Linked DNA regions of Sus scrofa: region 2 is linked to region 1. The links are chromatin contacts, called in public HiChIP or PLAC-seq maps. All regions are on one chromosome and are shown on one strand. The core of a region is the stretch at or near the end of the contact, and the rest is flanking DNA. Distances in the headings are between cores, read along the strand shown. Region 1 holds the start of MIEN1 (migration and invasion enhancer 1). Region 2 holds the start of TCAP (titin-cap (telethonin)).

What was found. HiChIP or PLAC-seq counts read pairs in DNA pulled down with a chosen protein or histone mark.
Region 2: an H3K27ac HiChIP or PLAC-seq map of skeletal muscle shows a contact between it and region 1. The contact joins the promoter of TCAP here to the promoter of MIEN1 in region 1. A contact is called at or near these places in 5 of 47 Hi-C or Micro-C datasets (blood, embryonic fibroblasts, heart right ventricle and 1 more) and 1 of 2 datasets of contacts at active chromatin or transcription factors (skeletal muscle).

The regions. Positions count from the first base shown.
Region 1 is chr12:22,585,280-22,590,038 of Sscrofa11.1, reverse strand. It overlaps MIEN1 (migration and invasion enhancer 1), which reads right to left and starts at 1,845. Exons shown (of 4, transcript XM_003131517.5): 1 at 1,686-1,845; 2 at 1,485-1,582; 3 at 662-738; 4 at 127-574. The coding sequence starts at 1,774. The coding sequence ends at 491.
Region 2 is chr12:22,650,034-22,654,792 of Sscrofa11.1, reverse strand. It overlaps TCAP (titin-cap (telethonin)), which reads left to right and starts at 1,889. Exons shown (of 2, transcript NM_001145754.1): 1 at 1,889-1,998; 2 at 2,264-3,127. The coding sequence starts at 1,889. The coding sequence ends at 2,657. It also overlaps a transcript of PNMT not described here.

The sequences.
Region 1 (4,759 bases), core at 596-3,095:
CCAGAAAAAACCCATCCAACCAGCAAAGTTACGTTGGTGGCATAAAGGTTGGTTGGGCTGGCTTCTGTCCTCTCGCCCTTCCCCAGTCCCAGACCAGACATAAAAACACACACCAGCAGGCACAGGTGTTTGCAGTGCCACTTTATTGCTGATAGCTGACATTGCCTGGGGCTAGTGAAAATAAATTACAACTATGGTAGCATCTGACAGGTACGGCTAAGCTGGAGGGGGATGCAGGCTTTTGTGGGCACTGATCCTGGGAAAGGGGCATAAAGTGACTGGAAGTGTCCATGGAGAGGGTCTTCTTCCACCCCCAAGACCACAGATGCATCTATTCCTCCCGGTACCCAAAGGTGCGAAGTGGGGGCCAGGGTCTCTTAGTTACCAGGAGCTAAGTGAGGTGAAAGAGGCAGTGGGGAGCCCTCAGCAGGACCAAAGGGGCAACCAAGGCTTGGATCCCAAAAGAGCAGGAACCTAGAAACACATGTAGTCACAGGATGACGCAGGGAGGGCGGCTATTGGTAATCTTTTCTAGGGGTTCTCCGTTACTGGCTCTTCGGATGGCCTCAATGAGCTAGAAGGCAGAGACAGGGAATGGGATGATGCATTCGTTGTGGGGGCAGGGCGAGCCGGGGATCTTCCCAGCATTGCAAGTACTCACATCTTTCTCGTAAGGAAAGCCCCCATTCTCCAGCTTGGAGAACACCAGCTGTCCATTGATTTCGATCTCAAAGGCCCCTGGTATTAAACAAACGGATGAATGAACTGGATGCTGAGAACAGGTAAGAGTCAGGGGAAGCCCTCCAAAGTGGGGCCCTCCCCACTCTTAGATTTAACACCGGCTCTTTCTTGTCCCTCGCTGGCCCCATGAGGACTCTAGAAAGCCATTTGCCAACCCTGTATCAAAGCCAGAGGAACCTAATAATGGAGGCGTCTCAGTGTATCTTTCCCTTGAACTCAGCCTCATAACTCAATAAAAGGTTCCCTCCCCTCCAACTCTGCACTTCAGTCTCATCCGTTTTCCCCAACAGGCTTCATCTGTGACCCGCCTCACCAGGTAGGGGCCTTACGTTGGTTGGCCGTTTTACTATGTGCCACTCACTACTGTACACGATGTGAAACAGCCAATACAGAGTTCCCGTTGTGGCTCAGTGGTTAACGAACACTACTAGCATCCAGGAGGATGCGGGTTTGATCTCTGGCCTCGATCAGTGGGTTAAGGATCCAGCGTTGCCATGAGCTGTGGTGTAGGTTGCAGACGTGGCTTGTATCCTGCGTTGCTGTGGCTGTGGTGTAAGCTGGCTGCTACAGCTCCGAATCGACCCCTAGCTTGGGAACCTCCATATGCTGTGGGTGCGGTCCTAAAAAGACAAAAAAGAAAAAAAAAAAAAAAAAAAAAAACCTCAAAACAGCCAATGCCAGAGCCAGAAAGTGGTAGAGCTGGGATTTAGAACACTGACTCAGCAGGTGTTCTGCGGCCTCACCTGTGCCCCCCAGGCGCGACTCGATCTCGATGCCCGGATACTGCTCCTTCACGGCACTCGCCAGCTCCAGGTAGGTCGCTTCGAAGCCGCAGGGTTCACTAGGGAGAAGACACCTGGGGTCCACTTGGATTTCGGGAAAGGTTACTCCAGTGGACCCACCCTCGTTCAGCCCGAATCCTCGCACTGGCCGGAGCCGCTCACCAGTACTCAACCACGATGCGGACCCCACTGCCCGGTTCGATCTCCCCGGGAGGGGGCGCTACGGATGTCGGCCCTGTCTCCCCGCTCATTGCCTTGCCGCCGGCTCCCCTCTGCCGCTGCTTCCGGGTATGACGAGACGCCGCGGGCACGTGACGGGGCGGGGCCGCCGGACGGGGCCGCTCCTTACGTCTGGGCGCCCCCTGCAGGCCACGGCGGCTGCTACGTTTTGACCCCATCGCCAGCTTGAAGGGCAGGTGGGTCCAGACCACTTTCCTGCTCCCGGGCTATCAGAGGGCCTAACTTGCCGTGCACCTGGTGTCTGCTGGACTTCACGGTCTTATTTAATCTAATGAAATGTCTTAGACTGCAAAACGCTCTCCAGTTTACAAAAGGAAGGGAAAGTGGGGCAAGCGGACCCAGAGCCTGGGTTTGGCTGATGCGATAGAACAGTTGCCATTTCTCGCTAACATGCTGATGGCATTTTAAACCACTCAATAGTTACACGGTCACGTACTTCTGACTCTTAAGCGCTAGACTGCAGGCACAGTCTGGGCAATCGCTACCACTCTCCTGCCTTCGAAAACCTGAGGCTCTGAGCCTCCCATTCTGTAGGCTCTATGCTGCCATCACGTTCACGTTCACCTCCCGTCTCCTCCTTGCTTCGCAATAAAGAGCTGGGGGCGGGGGGACTGAGAAGGGAGTTCCCGTCCTGACTCAGCGGTTAGCGAACTAGCATCCACGAGGACTCCAGTTCAATCCCTGGCCTCGCTCAGTGGGTTAAGGATCCGGTGTTGTGAGCTGTGGTGTAGGTCGAAGACAGGGCTCAGATCCCCTGCAGCTGTGGCTCTGGCGTAGGCCAGCGGCTACAGCTCCGATTCGACCCCTAGCCTGGGAACCTCCAAATGCTGCAGGTGTGACCCTAAAAAAGACAATAAATAAATAAAGAGCTGGCTTCTTTATTTCCATTTTGCAGTTTTTGAAATGGAGGCTGACTCTCTGTCTCTTCTCTCCCTGGGGACATCCTTACAGGTTACCAAACCTAGCATTTCTTTAAACCATTCTTTTTTGGAGTTCCCGTTGTGGCGCAGCAGAAACAAATACAACTAGCATTTATGAGAGTGTGGGTTCGATCCCCGGCCTCGCTCAGTGGGTTTAGTATTGATTTGTAAGTGTTCTTTATATACCTTTGACCCTTGAACAATACAACATTGAACCATGCAGCACTTATGCATGGATTTTTTTCAATAAATACATAATACATAATCCAAGGTTAGTTGAACCTGAAGATGGAAACCATGGATAGGAAGGGCTGACTGTGAAGTTATACTTAGATTTTCTACAGCTCAAGGGTTGTCGGCACCCCTAACCTCTGCATTGTTCAAAGGTCAACTCTATTCTAGATACCAAGTCCCTAGTCAGATTATGATTTGCAAACATTTTCCTCCATTTTTCACAAGATTTCTTTCTTTCTTTTCTTTTTTCTTTTTTTTTTTTTTTAGGGCTGCCCCTTTGGCATATGGAGGTCCTAGGTTAGGGGTCTAATTGGAGCTGTTGCCGCCGGCCTACACCACAACCACAGCAATGCCAGATCCGCGCCGTGTCTGTGACCTACACCACAGCTCACAGCAACGCCAGATCCTTGACCCACTAAAGGAGGCCAGGGATCAAACCCGAAACCTCATGGTTCCTAGTTGGATTTGTTTCCACTGCACCACGATGGGAACTTCCCCCCAAATTTTAATTTTGATGAAATATAATTTACCAATTATTTTCTTTTGTCATTTGTGATTTTGCTCTTATATCTGAGATCTCTGCCTAACCAAAGGTCAAGATTATTTTCTCCCATAGTTTCTTCCCGAAGTTTTATAGTTTTAGCTTTTACATTTAGGTCTGTAATCAGTTTTGAGTTAACACTTGTACGTTGTGTGAGGCAAGGATCTCAATTCATCTTTTAGCACAAGGATAGACAATTGTCACAGAACCAGAGTTCCCACTGTGGCTCAGCAGGGTAAGAACCCGACTAGTATCCATGAGGCTGTGGGTTTGACCCCTGGCCTCGATCGATCAGCGGATTGAGGATCCAATGTTGCTGCAAGCTGTGGCATAGGATGCATCTCACATCTGGTGTCCCTGTGGCTGTGGTGTAGGCCGGCAGCTGTGGCTCCAATTCGACCCCTAGCCTGGGAACTTCCAAATGCCTTGGTGAGGCCTTAAAAAGGCAAATAAAGAAATAAATACAAATTGTCCCAGAGCAACTATCAAAAAGATTATCCTGGAGTTCCCGTTGTGGCACAGTGGTTAACGAATCCGACTGGGAACCATGAGGTTGTGGGTTCGGTCCCTGCCCTTGCTCAGTGGGTTAACGATCCGGCGTTGCCGTGAGCTGTGGTGTAGGTTGCAGACACGGCTTGGATCCCGAGTTGCTGTGGCTCTGGCGTAGGCCAGCGGCTACAGCTCTGATTCAACCCCTAGCCTGGGAACCTCCACATGCCGCGGGAGCGGCCCAAGAAATAGCAAAAAGCAAAAAAAAAAAAAAAAAAAAAAAGACTATCCTTTCCCCTATTGAACTATCTTGGCACCTTTGTAAAAATATCAACTGACCAGAAATGTAAGGGTTTTTACGTGGATTCTTGATTCCTTTGATCTATAAATCTATTCTTTGTTATTGTTGCTTTTATTTAAGAAATTCAGGAGTTCCCATTGTGTCTCACTGGATTAAGGACCAGATGCTGTCTCTGTGAGGATGGGGGTTCGATCCCTGGCCTTGCTCAGTGCGTTGATCCAGTGCTGCTGCAAGAACTGTAGCAGTGTAAAAAGAAAAAGGAAAAAAAAATTCATACATAATTTTTTTTTTTTTAGGGCTGCACTCACAGCATACAGAAGTTCTCAGGCTAGGGGTCGAATTGGAGCCACAGTTGCCGGCCACAGCCATAGCCACAGCCAAGTAGGATCAGAGCCGTGTCTGCCACTTACACCACAGCTCACGGCAATGCCGGATCCTTTACCCACTGAGCAAGGCCAGGGATCGAACCTGCATCTTCATGGATACTAGTTGAGTTTGTTACCACTGAGCC
Region 2 (4,759 bases), core at 640-3,139, 65 kb before region 1:
CAGGAGGGAGTTCCCGTCGTGGCGCAGTGGTTAACGAACCTGACTAGGAACCATGAGGTTGCGGGTTCGATCCCTGGCCTTGCTCAGTGGGTTAACGATCCGGCGTTGCTGTGAGCTGTGGTGTAGGTTGCAGACGCGGCTCGGATCCCGTGTTGCTGTGGCTCTGGCGTAGCCAGAAAATGGCAAAAAGACAAAAAAAAAAAAAAAAAAAAAAACAACCATGACCTCAACCATGATGGTGGGGAAGGAGCCGCTGCCAGAGCCAACACATCACACGCCCTCTCACCCCCTGCCAGAGCCAGGAGGAGGATGGAGCCACTGGGGACCCAGTTTCTGGAACCCCACCCCTCACCTCCAACTTTTTAAATTAGTTCGGGCAGATGACTGGTCAGAGAAAAAGTCCCTGCCTCCCCGCCTGGTCTCCTGGGAGGGAAGGTCAAGTTAAGGTCTCCAGCTCAGGCTTGGGAGGAGGAGCTGGGGCCCCGGACTTTCCAGTCCCTGAGGCACGTCTGGGTCCCAGCCTCTGGGCTCACTTGCCCACCTTCTCTGCTCCACCTCCCTGGGGCCACCAGGAGAGCGGCCCTCCCCGCCCTGTGCCTGCAGGCTTCCGGAGGGGCTGACTTGCTTAGAGCCGAACCCCCTTGGCCCTGGCCAGGCCTGTGACCCTGCGTGAATCTACCTCGCTGAGCCTTCATTTCCTGCCTTATAAAGAGACCAGGAATCAGGTGCAGCGCCTCAGTAATCCAGAGGCTGCTGTTCCGCCCCAGGCGGGGCCCACGGACCTTAGTGCTGGGTTCTCCTCCCAGCTCCTGTCCCTCCCTCTCTCGGTGCCCTTTGCTTTGTCTGCTCAGGGACGCCCTCATTCCCCCTCCCCCGTGCCCTTCACCCTGGGTGCAAGCTTTTTGCAGCATGAGCTGCCGCCCTCGATGCTGGGCTGTCCCCACAGCCCTCCTACCGGCCTGCTCCCTGGGCATGAGAGCCAGGTCCTTCCCAGGCGGCACCTTGGAGCTGGTAAGAGCTCTTCTGGTGAAGCGGCTGTGACCAGAAAATGGGGAAAATGAGGCCCAGAGAGGGGCGCGTAGTCACACAGCCTATTTGTGGCTGATGTGGGGCTAGAGTCAGATCTGATTGCTGCTCCTTGGAGCCCCTGGATTCTTGTCTCGCCCCACTTGAGGTGTCAGGGGAGGGGGGCCAACACCCACTGTGCTCCCTCCACCCCCACTGGCCTGACTCGGGAGGCTGCACCTCTGGCCACTGGACCCAGAAGAGGAAAACACCCAGCAAAGGTTTGTGTCCCAGATCCCACGTGCGACATTAACTTCCAGTACCCCTGCTGGTCAGGGACCAGACCTCTGGGTGCAGGCGCCTGAGGACGTGGCAGCACTGTCCCTTGCTGAGGGGCACAGTTGGGGGGGTGCCCTTGACTCCAGGCAGGCAGAGGAGAGCAGTGGGGACAGCACCTGATGGCCTGGTACAGAGCCCAGAGGGGGCCTCGGTCCCTGCTGTTTACAGACAAGCCGCTGTCCTCCCTGGGCGAGGGGGAAGGGGTGGGGCGGAAGGCATGTGCCAAGGTGGCACGAGGCTGGGCATGTGCCTGGTCCCAGACAGTGTCTAAAGAGTGTCAGACACCTGGAGGTGTCACTCCGAGGACCCCCGCCCCCACCGGAGCACCTCGATCTCTTCAGAAGCTGACCTCTGACCTGAGGTCAGCCAGAGTCCGGAGACCCCAACCCCCGCCCTGGGCCCAGAGTCCCCCCATCAGTGAGTATTGGCTCTGCTTATAGCATCTGACGCCAGAGGGGCTGAAAATAGCCCCTGGAGGAGGGGGAGGAGGGGGCTATTTAAAGGGCCTGGGAGGAGCAGAGCCCAGAGCAAGCCAGCGGTCATCATGGCCACTTCAGAGCTGAGCTGCCAGGTGTCCGAGGAGAACTGTGAGCGCCGAGAGGCCTTCTGGGCCGAGTGGAAGGATCTGACGCTGTCCACGCGGCCGGAGGAGGGGTGAGTGCTTCCTCCCCTCCTGGGGGTCCCTCTCCTCCCCTAGAGCACTGTCCCTGAGCCTTAAGAGGACAGAGCACAAAGCCCAGGAGGAGCGTGGGGGGGGGGGGGGCAAAGAGAGTGCTCCCCAGGGAGAGCAAGGTGGAGTCGCCCCCACTGCACCCCAGGTCCCGGCAGCCCGAGGGAGCCCCGCCACCCAGGCCGAGACTGCAGGGCAACAGCTTTTAGGACTTCAGTGTTCCCCCCACCCCGGCCTTCTTCTTCCCAGTTGCTCTCTGCACGAGGAGGATGCCGAGCGGCGTGAGACCTACCACCAACAGGGGCAGTGCCAGGCGCTGGTGCAGCGATCCCCCTGGCTGGTGATGCGAATGGGCATCCTAGGCCGTGGCCTGCAGGAGTACCAGCTGCCCTACCAGCGGGTGCTGCCGCTGCCCATCTTCACCCCTGCCAAAGTGGGCGCCGCCAAGGAGGAGCGCGAGGAGACCCCCATCCAGCTGCGGGAGCTGCTGGCGCTGGAAACAGCCCTGGGTGGCCAGTGTCTGGACCGCCAGGACGTGGCCGAGATCACCAAGCAGCTGCCCCCTGTGGTGCCTGTCAGCAAGCCTGGCGCCCTTCGTCGCTCCCTGTCTCGTTCCATGTCCCAGGAAGCACAGAGAGGCTGAGAGGGACGGTGACTCGGGCTCCACTGTGCCTGCCCTGGACTGGGCCCTTCCTGGCTAGGACCACGGAGGGGAGCTGCTGGCCATGGATGCTTTGTAGTTTGCCCAGAGTTGGGGGCTAGGGGAGGAGGGAGCCAGAGGCCGGGATGCCTGGGTCTCCTGAGTTTCCAAGGGGAAGGGAGCAAAGACAGCGGGCACTCAGGGTGGAGAGCTGGGGGCCAGCCCAGCCAAGCACCCCCAGCCCTAGGAGGGAGGACAAAAGGTACGGGTGAGGGCAAGAGGCCCCTAAGAAGGGTGGGCCCCGAACAGATTTCAGCTTCGGAGAACAATGAGAAAAAAGTGAGAGAGGATCTGGAATGCGCTGGGAAGGAGGCTTGGAGAAGACCCGAGGGAGGGGGACGTGAGGAGGGCAGAGGCCAAATGGAGCCCCCAGCACCCTCTGTTAGCGCTGCAATAAATGCTCAGTCACCTGCCAGACTTTGTCTCTGTCCTTGTGGTTGTGGGGCCTACCCACTGGTGTCCCCCTGCTCACTTCTGGGAACCGGCCCTGCATCTCGGCTAAATGTGGCAGAGCTAGTGGGTCGCCCACGCTTGTGTGGGGGAGTGTGGCAGGGACAGAACTGTAAACAGGGTGGCCGTTCAATCCCCCTTCCTTATGGTGACTGCTGTGCCGAACTGGCCTCCGTGTCCAATCCTCTGGCACTGGGCAGTGCCCGGGAGGCCAGCTGGCATTCAGGGTTTGCTTAAATGATCTCATGGATAATATGGAGGGGGCTGGCACCAGGACTGTCCTTAGCTGTGCCTCGGGGTGTGCATGGGGTCAGTGACCCCAAGACTGACCTATCTTGGTTCTGAATCCAGACAGAATCAATCCTCAACTGGGATCAGGTGTTCTGCCCTCCCTGTCCTGAGAGCCCAAGGTGGGTTGGGGGGGGTGTTGGGGGGGGTCAGGTTCCTGTCTGTGACCCCTGCAGCTGTTGTGGTGACTCATGTCCCAACCTGGCTGCCTGGCCCAATTAGAAGACACTTTCCCCTGGGGACAAGGGGGGGCGAGTGGCACGGAGGAGGCCAGGGGCCCATCTTGGCAGGGGCTGGTGGCCTACCCAGGGTAGAGGGGCATTAGACATCACCAGAGGGGTCCCACTCCAGGAAGACCATGGAGTCGATGTCGCAGAATCCACTTCCCATTTGGGGGGATGGGAGGGGAGACCTGGCATCCTGACGGCCCGGTACCTGGAGCGCCAAGCCATCTGTCTGCAGGCCTGCCCCAGAGGGAGCTGGAGCTTGAGCTGGGAGATGAGAGGGGTCAGACTCCAGACCGGCGACACGCCTAATCCCTTGGCGCCCGAAGGCTCAGACCGCGCCCTCTGGTGGCCCTGGCAGCCCGGAGACTGCGCCCCGCGCCCTTCTGACCTCACCGGAGTCCTTGGCGGGAACGTCCCGAGCCTCCCGCCCTCGGATGGCCCCGGATTCGCAGCTCCGAGCCCGCAGGGCCCGCAGGGGAGGCCAGGCTGTTCCGCCCGCTAAGTGCATTAGCCTCGCTCGCCTCCCCTATCATTGCTGCCATCTGACGGGAGCGGCCCGGGCTCCGCTCTGGGGCCCCGGGGCGAACGTGGCGGAGGCTGGAACGGACTGTCCTTTCTGGAGTCAGGCCGAGGGGCGGTGGGGGGGGGGAACGCTGGAGGACAGGGACGAGAGGGCTAGAGGAGGGGCAGAGAAGGGGAATTGAGGTGATTTTATAAGAAAGGGGAGTGGATACTGGACAGGGTGTCCCAGAGATGGGAAGACTGGCGGGGGAGTGGGGGGCGGGCTGGGCCCTGGGTGGGGCGTGCTGGCAGCTGGGGTGAGAAAGGGCTAACTCCAACCCTGGCAAAAGAGAAGGGATGGGATGTCGAGCAAAAGGGGTGAATGGCTGCGAGGGCTGGAGAAGAGGATTGGGGTGCTGGGTCTGGCGGATGCAGGGGGTCTTAGGGGGTCTGGGGGTAGGAAGCTGAGGGGCAGGTGCGGAAGCTGGCCTTAGACCAGGGCAGGTGAGGCAAAGGGTGGAGGGCAGCCAGAGCAACTGCGAAGCAGGGGCGGGGACGGATGGTCCCCCCTCCCGCGTG